2 separate regions of the Mus musculus genome follow, and region 2 is linked to region 1. A link is a contact called in public promoter capture Hi-C data. All regions are on one chromosome and are shown on one strand. The core of a region is the stretch at or near the end of the contact, and the rest is flanking DNA. Distances in the headings are between cores, read along the strand shown.

What was found. Promoter capture Hi-C pulls out the DNA fragments that hold promoters and counts their contacts.
Region 2: a promoter capture Hi-C map of neural stem cells shows a contact between it and region 1. The contact joins the enhancer-like site here to the promoter of Lhx1 in region 1. A contact is called at or near these places in 2 of 39 promoter capture datasets (cranial neural crest and neural stem cells), 1 of 484 Hi-C or Micro-C datasets (nephron progenitors), 12 of 115 datasets of contacts at active chromatin or transcription factors (the 230-238 cell line, bone marrow-derived macrophages, embryonic basal ganglia and 8 more) and 3 of 9 other capture datasets (adipose tissue, embryonic stem cells and pancreatic islet).

The regions. Positions count from the first base shown.
Region 1 is chr11:84,523,433-84,528,006 of GRCm38.p6, reverse strand. Lhx1 (LIM homeobox protein 1) reads left to right here and starts at 2,473. Exons shown (of 5, transcript NM_008498.3): 1 at 2,473-4,001. The coding sequence starts at 3,832. Lhx1os (LIM homeobox 1, opposite strand) reads right to left here and starts at 2,347. Exons shown (of 4, transcript NR_038057.1): 1 at 2,259-2,347.
Region 2 is chr11:84,669,807-84,674,380 of GRCm38.p6, reverse strand. No RefSeq gene overlaps it. Among named protein-coding and RNA genes, the nearest start is that of 1700109G15Rik, 48 kb to the left of the region's middle. Within about 2 kb of position 2,605, at least 6 of the 459 cell types and tissues checked have an H3K27ac peak or open chromatin away from gene starts, as enhancers often do. A contact at or near this core is called in neural stem cells, where this site is marked.

The DNA.
Region 1 (4,574 bases), core at 1,224-3,723:
TCTCTCTCTCTCTCTCTCTCTCTCTCTCTCTCTCTCACACACACACACACACACACACAAACCCCATAGGCCAGAATTGACTCTGGGGCCCATTTTCTTCACCATCAGGACACGGAGACCAGCTGAATACTATGCCCTAAAACCAGCATCCTGTCTTCACCCCAACTCCAGGTCTCTAAAAGATGCCCTCTCTCCCATAAGTGGGTCTCAAAGTCATCGCACCCTAAATTACTTAAACAATCTCCCCTCCACTACCAAAGGAAGATGCCAATCGGAAAAGTCGGGCAATAGAGTACAGTGTGACCCTACAGGTTCTTAGGACAGCAATTTCCTAGTCCCCCCTTCCCGGACCCCTCTGCTTTACAGGTGAAGTAACCCAGCAGCGCGGGGTGTGAGCCGCTGGCGACCTGGGCGACTCACAGATTTCCTAGAGGGGCTGGTGAGTCCAGAGAGATAGCAGCTAGTTCTGGAACAGCTGGAAATGGAGAGCAAAGGGACCAACGGCCCCTTCTTTTTGGCAGCCGCTTGGGTGTCTTCGGGATAACAGGATCTCGCGCTCCTCACTTGGCTCTTCCTGGGGTGTCTGAATTCTGGGTATTAATCGACTTGTTCTAGGAAGTGTTGGGCTCGCAGGAAAATCGCCGGCGCTCAGTCCAAACCTGCCCTTTAGGTGGGAAGGTCGCCTTCTTACCCTGATCAGCCCTGAGTCTAAGCCTAGGAAGGACCAGGAGAGGGATTTATGCTTGAGAACTATTGGCTGCACTACTTTGGTCCACAGCCGCTCCATGGGAATGGGTATGTGGACAGGGGTACCGAGAATGCTTTAGAGGTCCCGCACTCAGAGGTCGGGGGTGGGGTGGGAGCAAATCTCTAAGAAGGCGTGTGAAGCAGGCCGTGGCGGGTTGGATTTACAAAGCAAAGATCATGCGGGTGGGAAGGCCAGAGCTGCTGATGAGTTTCGGGGTTGCCAGGTGGTGCAAGAGAGAGAAAAGGGGTCATTGGCACAGCCCTATAAAAACCCAACAACCTCATCAAACAAAAGCTAGATTCGTAACAGCTTCTTCTCTCTTCGCTGGAAAAGGGTATTGTGTTAGTGGATGCGGATTCACTGCCAGTCCAACCGCGTTTCTGCACACTTTTCTCCTAATTTAGCCCTGTAGAAGATCTGCTAGGCTCATAGATGAAATAACTCTAAAGACAGATTCTGAAATTCCATCTAGATTTGGCTGCAGGGTCCTTCCAAGTTTGATCAAATGGGCTTTCCTAGCACCTCCCCCAAATAAGAGCAGAAGTGGCACCACTTTGAGATGTTTGGGTTAAGCTTGGGGGAGGGGGGGCTGCTATGCTTAACTTGAGTGCTCCTGGGAACTAGAATACTCTTTAAAGCTCAAGCCTTCAGGACCCGCATCGATTTCCACACTTAGGCAGATTCGTCGCCGTCCCCCAAAGAAGGTGGCCAGGAATTTACAACGTGGACAGAATTGGGAAAGTGTAACATTCCTAAGGAATAAACTCTGGTAGGTCGGTTGACGTCCGAAGAAAGGAACTTGTTCGAAGCCTGGAAAAGGGACGACCGGAATGGGAGCCAGGCATATTCGGTCAGTGCGCCACAAGCCTCCCTCCCCTGCTGCTACGGTGCAGTCCCCCGCTGCTACCACCTCCCCCCAGCTGCGGGAGCCCCGCCGTTTCCCACCTAGTCATTTGTTTTTGTTTGTAAAAGGTGTCTCCGGATCACAATTTTCTCACAACTTCTTGCCAGAGTTGGAGCTCCTCACCCGAAGCGCTTCCCCACCCACTCTTTCTCCCACCCTGGCGCCGGGCCTCCGGTTTCTCCCGCCCCCATCAGGAAATCGCCCGAATCAACTTTGCAAGTGAGCGCAGCGGGAGATCGACACTCGTGTCTCCCAGACTCCCTGCCGGGTGGACTTTGGATGGACAGGGGGAGGAGGCACCGAAACAGACAGAAGGCGAGATTACGCTGCCAAGCGCCCCCTACCTCTCCTTAGACTCGAGCTACGCCGGGGGCAATTTCCAGGCCAAACGAACAAGGGGCGGGCTATCAACACCTAGTGATTTGCAAAACCAGTGTACTAGGACCTCCCAAGCTTCCAGATCTCGCTGCAATCTAATCCCAACAAGTCTTTTTAAATATATAGGTTTGCTTTTACCCCCACCCAGAACTCTGACTTCCTCCGCGCCTCCTTTCCGCGCTTCCTCCCGCCTACTGTCAATCCTTGATGCCGAAACGGACGTCTTACCAAACCTGGAAGGGGCCAGGACATCTCGCTGCTAGTCGCCGGCACCGCGCGGGCCCGCCGCCACTGATCCTCTAAACGCGGTCTCCCCGCATTCTCCCCGGCCGGGGGGGACGCAGAATGGTTTACAGAAGGACCGCGAGGCGCTGATTGGTCACAGACTGCCGTGACGTCGGCGGGCGCTGCATTAAGGCGAGGGGGCTTCCAGGGCTCAGCCAACAGCCAGGAGCAGTGACCGAGCCGCTGGAGCTGGGGAGAGACGCGCGGAAGACTGGGCCAGGAGACTAGGGACCGAGGGACGCGCGCCTGGGGAGAGCCAACAAGGAACCCGCGGGCCGGACAGCGACACCGGCAATCCGCGCCAAACTGTTCCAGCCGCTGGCCTTCTATAGCCGCAGCCCCAGGACATTCTAAAGCTCTCCAAGACGCCCCCTCCCCTGGCTTCTCGCGTTGACCAAGGAAAAGAAAAAGGGAGGGAAAAAGAAAGGAAGGAGACTAGAAAGAAAACCCAGATTTGCCACCGCACAAAAAGAGAGGTGGGGGGGACAAGGAAAAAAAAAAAAGTCGAGCGACTGTGGGGCCGGAACACAGGCAGCGGGATCGTGGGCCGAGCGATGCAAGGCTGCGCGCCCAAGCGGCCGCGAGTTGTGACTGAAGCCAGGATGCTCGTCCAGGCGCAGTGAAGAGCCAGACCGTGTTGCCTCCCCAGGAGTCCAAGCGCAGGGAGGGCCGCTCGGAGGACGCGGCAGACTGCCTGGCAGGCCACCGGCCGAGGTGACAGGGCTGGGGCGGTGGGGAGCGAGCGAGTGCGCCCGGCTGCGTCCGCCCGAAGCGGACGGTCCCTTTCCATTTTTGACTGGCACAAAAAAGAAAACTCTCCAAAGGGGTGGGGGCTACCTAAGCAACAACTACAATCAACAAAATATCCTACCCAACCCGCCATCTCCCCCACACCTCGGTCTGCCCCCGCCCCCTCCCCAGGCCCAGCGCGGGCGCCCAGAGCGTCCCAACTCACTGCAAGAAACCGGCAATGTAGGATCCAAAGCTTTCTACTCCCGTGTTCTTTTCTTTCCGTGTTTTTTTTAAAGGGGAAAACCCGGTGGTGGGCAGTCTGACACGCACACAACCTGCCTTCATACTCTGACAAAAGCAGATGCACTTTGACTTCTGACAGCTCTACCTCAAGCTGGAGAGAACCCAGCTTTCCCGAATCCTGAGCTCTTGGCGTCTTCCTTTTCGTCTGTTTCCATTTTATTTATTTACGTCCCGCCGCCTCTCACGGTGACCTTCACTCCTTCGCGGGCTTTGAGCAGAAGAGCCGCTTTCTAGCCCGCTTGAGACTGATTTTCCTCGCCCGGTGAGCTGAGGTGGCGCTGCTCCATCCCGTTGCCCCGGGACTCCGGGGCTGCCCTCTACCAGCCTGGTCTCTCCCCCTTTTGATTTGCTAGTACGGGTTTTTTGCTTGCCCAACTAGAGAGGGTTTCTTCTTTTTGGAGGAGCTGGTTGTCTTCAGAAGTCATCCCCTCGACTCTAATTGCCCTGTCGCTCCGGGCCTCACCGGACCAAACCAAAGACCATGGTGCACTGTGCGGGCTGCAAAAGGCCCATCCTGGACCGTTTCCTCTTGAACGTGTTGGACAGGGCCTGGCACGTCAAGTGCGTCCAGTGCTGTGAATGTAAATGCAACCTGACCGAGAAGTGCTTCTCCCGGGAAGGCAAGCTCTACTGTAAAAACGACTTCTTCCGGTGAGTACTTCCCTCCCGCGCCTCTGTTGCTCCTTCCCCATGGGCCCTTCCAGGCCAGCTTCGGATCAGAGGTCTGTGTGGCTCTAGCAGCCGCGTTAGGAGCTGCCTTTTACTAGGGCAGCCCAGTCTTTTCCCGCTTCTACCTTTTAGGAAGCTAGTCGGTATTGCGAGATATATTAATTTTCTCTTTATCTTTTTATAAACACATCAGCTGTAGTACTTGGTTCTGGAAAGCGTGGTCCGGGTTTGGCTGCCCGCGCCTGGGAAGAAAGGGTCTGAGATGGCTTCAGCTCAGCAGCCCTAACAAGGCGAGGGAGAGGTGGAGCAGCCTCGGGGTTGCAGCTCTCGCTTGCCTTTCCCGAAGCCAAGCTCTCCAGCAACCAAAGACGTTTTCTGGTTCTCCCAGCTTGTTGGTTCTCCAAGTTGAGCTTAGAGGCTCCAGCTTTATTCCAGTCCCTGCCTCTTCCTTCTCCAAGAGATCTTGTCGGAACTACAGAGCCCTTGTGGCCCAGAAAGCCACAATAAAGAGTCCGACCTTGAGGCCAATCCTGTATGTCTATGGGTCTCCCCAAA
Region 2 (4,574 bases), core at 1,356-3,855, 150 kb before region 1:
ACAAGTGATCTACTCCTGACCCTACATCCCAGTCTTATTCAATATTAAAGTGATCTTGTAGTCTCTCTCTCTCTCTCTCTGACCCAAGGACTCTAAGTAGATGGCTCTACAACTGAGTGTAACCCCCTAGACCTGCTATTTCCAACATTGGGAACTTGGGAACGTGAATACAAACTCCTCTCAGACAAACCCTTGACTCCTCAGTGGCCACCCGTGCCCTGCCCACAGGCTTCTCCTCTCCAGCATTGCTCTTCATCCCCTGTCATCCGCAGTTGCCCAGAATTTGGGTGGCTTAATAGGCAAGGTCGTTGGTGAGAAAATCATGTCTGATTGTCCAATTGTGCTCATCGGCAAGTATGGAGAGATGGAGCCCTCTCCACAGTGGAGGGGATGGGGGCCATTCTCCCTTCACTATAGACAAGGAAACTGAGGTTCAAATAAACCAGGCAGTTTGTGTGATGTTACACTGATAGCAGGGATGAAGATTGGTCTTAGTGTTTGCTCTAACCCTCCCCCCTCTCTCTGTCTGTGTGTGTGTGTGTGTGTGTGTGTTTGTGTGTGTGTGTGTGCAGGCCCAGGTGCAGGTGCATACCACATGACTGTGTTGAGGTCAGAGGATAACCTTTAAGAGTTATTTCTTCTGCCGGGCATGGTGGCACACGCCTTTAATCCCAGCACTTGGGAGGTAGAGGCAGACTGATTTCTGAGTTCAAGGCCAGCCTGGTCTACAAAGTGAGTTCCAGGACAGCCAGGGCTCCACAGAGAAACCCTGTCTCGAAAAACAAAACAAACAAACAAACAAAAAAAGGAGTTGGTTCTTGAGTCCCACAACATGAGTTGTGGAGATCGGACTCAGCTCATCAGATTTTCCCCACGGAGCCCTCTAACTGAACCTGGTTTCAGACCTTTTGCTCTCACAAATCCCGTTCTTTCCTTCTGTCATCACAACAGACATATAAAAACATCCCCAAGGTTAGTCAACTGCTTGATTGTCTTATCTCTAAGGTCAGTGTAGGAAATCTACCTTGCACTGTTGCCTCCAGGCCTTCAAAGTGTGAGGAACATCCAGCACCATGCCTGCGCGTAGTAGGTCTTCCTTAAAGTACTTTGCTTACACTCCTCGGGTGCAACCCTCACCCTTTTCTCTGGAGGGTCTGACACAGTGGGAAATGAGAATTTCTAGCTTGGAAGGTAGTCGATGGCCTTTGAAGTGACAGAGACAGATGGGGGCGGTGGCTCTCCCAGGCGCTGGGCCAGCCCCACGGTGCGTGTCCACCAGTCCCCAGACATTTCCTCCCTCCTCTTGGCCCACGATGAGGTGTCATTTGCTGCCTGTCCCTCCTCGTCATCGATTTCCAAGTCGTTAATTAACGGGGCTTGTCAGTTGGGAAGATGAATTCTGTCCTCGGCTCTCAGGGGCTTTTGTTTGGGGATTGTAAATGTTATAGATCCCCCATGATGGAAGGCCGAGGGGTCAGGGGGCGCTGGGCTGCCCAGTGGGGGTGGCGGTCAGGGGGAGGAAGACTGTGGGCCTTGCTGGTCTGAGACAGGCCCCCAGTTGGAGATGGGGTGAAGGGGTAGAGGGAGTTCCCCCTGTCACCCAAAGCTCCATTCTAGGAGAAGGACCAAATTAGCTGTGCCCAGGATAAGAACAGGCTGGATGGGGACATGGGAGTCCAACTCAGTCTGAAGGGAGAGACATGTTCTTAGAGGGTAGCTAGTCTGTTGAGGGATGTATTCTTGGAAGTAGCTAATTTCATAACAGCCACTCTGCACTGGTTTTGGGGAACCCCAGTCACATGAGAGAAACACAGTTCCCATGCTAGGAGAACTTATATCCAGGTGAGGGTGACCAGCTCTGGCCTGGGAGAACCTTCCAGACTGATGGAAGAAACTAGACCCAGTCCTGGAGAGTATAGATTTTAAAAGACAAAGTATCTTCTCCAGGCAGAAAGCCACTTGTGGCTTGAGGGAATGAATGTGGTTTGAGTCCTATTTGTTTTCTAGGATTCAGAACATTGAAAACCCCAGTTCACTGTTATGGACCTGCTGGGACTAGACAGTCTCTGGCCCCTGGTCCTGGAACTGCTTCCTAGAGTGTGGTGGCTGTGGCTTCTCCCAGGCAGAATTGAGATCAAGGTGGGGAGAAGGGCAAGCCCCCTGTTCTGCTGTGTCGCTCAGCGGGCAACGGCTGGATGTGGTCTAGAGCCCAGGAAAGCCCCCAGGAAACCCAACTGGAGCAACAAGATGGCTTCTATCTAGCTGTGTGACCCTGATGGGGGCGTGTCTCCTCTCTGTCTCTGGGCCCCTTTTTCTCATGTGAGCAATGGAACAAAGATACAACCCCTCCTAATTCCAAGAACCAGCGTAGATAGAGGCTGGAAGCTACACTCTGTCTCTTGGCTAAGCCTTTCAACCTTAGCCAAGGTTGAACTGCCCTTCCTTCTCTGTGGGCCTGAGGGAGGGCCGCAGCTCTAAGGGCTGGTGCGTTGGGGAACCGAAGGGCTATGGGAAGAATGCTTGGCTTGGCCAGGGCCTGGCTTAGCAGCTAAGCCTTCATGATTATCTCATGATGAGATCACTAGAAAAACAGAGGCCTTGGGACTCCTGGAGAAAAGCCATACTTGGCACGGGAAGAGGCACAGGCCCCTGTGTACTGCCCACAGCTGCGGCCCACATCTGTCCAGTCAGGCAGAACTGCTTCAGCTCCAGAGGCAATTTCTTGGAGCTGTGACAGCTGTTCCTTTAGTCCCAGTGTTTCTTCACCTTTCTCACTGTATGAGAGGGCGGCCTGACACTTATACACTACCAGGTGGACAAGAAGTGCACAGTCCCTGGCCATCTCCCCTCGGAAGCTGCTGGCTCCTCAGTCCTCCTGGAACTGAGCGTGCAGGCCGAATTGGGCAACTGGGCCAGAGAGGCTCTGGGCCTAAGAAGCCCCCCTCGTCAGTGAAGACCTTAATTTCTGGGGACAATGGATCAGAGAGGAGGAGGAGTCCCCACACTACTGGTTGTAATGCTGGGGTCTGTTGCTTGAGTGACAGCTCTGAGGTGAGGTGACTGCAGAAACTGCAGCTGTACCTCTTTGTGAGCTAAGGCCTCACATGGCCCCTCTTTTTGGAATGGGATTGCTGGGGGCAATATAAGTTTTAGTGCAGAAGGGTTATGGGCTCAGTTCTGTGAGCACTATCTTAGGGCCTAAAATGGATTCCTACTAAAATTCATGCTCCCCCAAAGCCTTAGACACCCTGGTACAGCCCCCCATTTCACAAGTGAAGGAACTGACAAAGGGTCAGACCTTCATCCAAGGGGATGTCCGAAGCCACCAGAGCAGCAGGGTCAAGTCCATCTGCTGGACTGCAACTCAGTGCCGTTTTCCAGCACTGTCTAGTGGCCTGAGGCCAGGGAGGGCATCTGGGGTTTCCAGCTTATTCCATGGGAGCCTTCCATGCATGCCCGCTGTGCAGTCTGGGAGCCGCTGGTTGTGAATGAATGAGGGAAGGAGCACTCGATCCAGTCAATGAGTGGGAAAGAATGCAGGCTAGATTGTTTTCCTTGGGTCTAGCAGGCCTTGGAGGACCCATCCTTCCTCCAGCAGCACCCTTCATCCCTGCATCATCTCACCCAGACAGACAGAAAACCGGAGTCAAAGCCAGTGCTGTGTCCTGAGTATCTATGGGAGCCAACACTTCCTGGCCTTCTCCCCTGGAGTCTCCTGATGCAGAGAGCCTGGAGGGAATAGGGCAGGTGAAGGATCACAGTGTAGCGTGGATTAAACAATCCAGGAGGCAGAAGAGCCACGCTTACACATAGAGGAGTGTTGGTGGATGCCTGGGGTCTCTGCCCTGATCTGGTAGAGCATTCCCTCCGTGATGCAGCTTCCAACTCCTGAAGCTCAGCTTTTCTGGCCCTGTAAATCACCAGTTAAGGGCCTGGAATCTAGATGGAAAAGGGGGGTGGGGCTCTGGTAGGGTAATTGGCAACAGTAGTGTTCTCCTCCATCCTAGGAGCTGGGGGGGGTGTAGGAAATTCACTGTGGCTCTTAATCAACATCACTTCCCCCCCCCCACAATTATCACTCCATTGACAGAACAAGGAGGATGCAGGCTAGACTCAAGCGAGAACTTCCCAGGCACTGGGATGGTCCAAGTACACAGAAACAGAGTACATGGAGGCAGCAGTGTACAGAGACTAAAATAGTCAGGGTGACCTTTTAGTAACACCTACCTGGACAGATATTCAGTGGCCGACTTGGTCGTGCTGGGCTCTACCTGGACCAGGTGCTACTGAGGATGGCTGATGTCCACTGAGCCCTCTGGAGTCTGAGAAGGCTAGCTAGACTGGAGTATCCCACAATCCCATCTTCCCCGGGGCTGGAGTCTCCGTGCTGATGTCTCTAGAGATAGAGGAGTGTGAGGCCTAGAATTGTAGCCTTGGAAGCATTCCACATATTAACTGTGCGCACCTTCAAAAGGTGGAGGTGAGTGACAGTGGAAAGCTAAGGGACCCCCACTGCTGTGCCCATGGCTCCTACTGGGAACAATGACTAGGGGGTTGCCTTACCATGGAGCCTT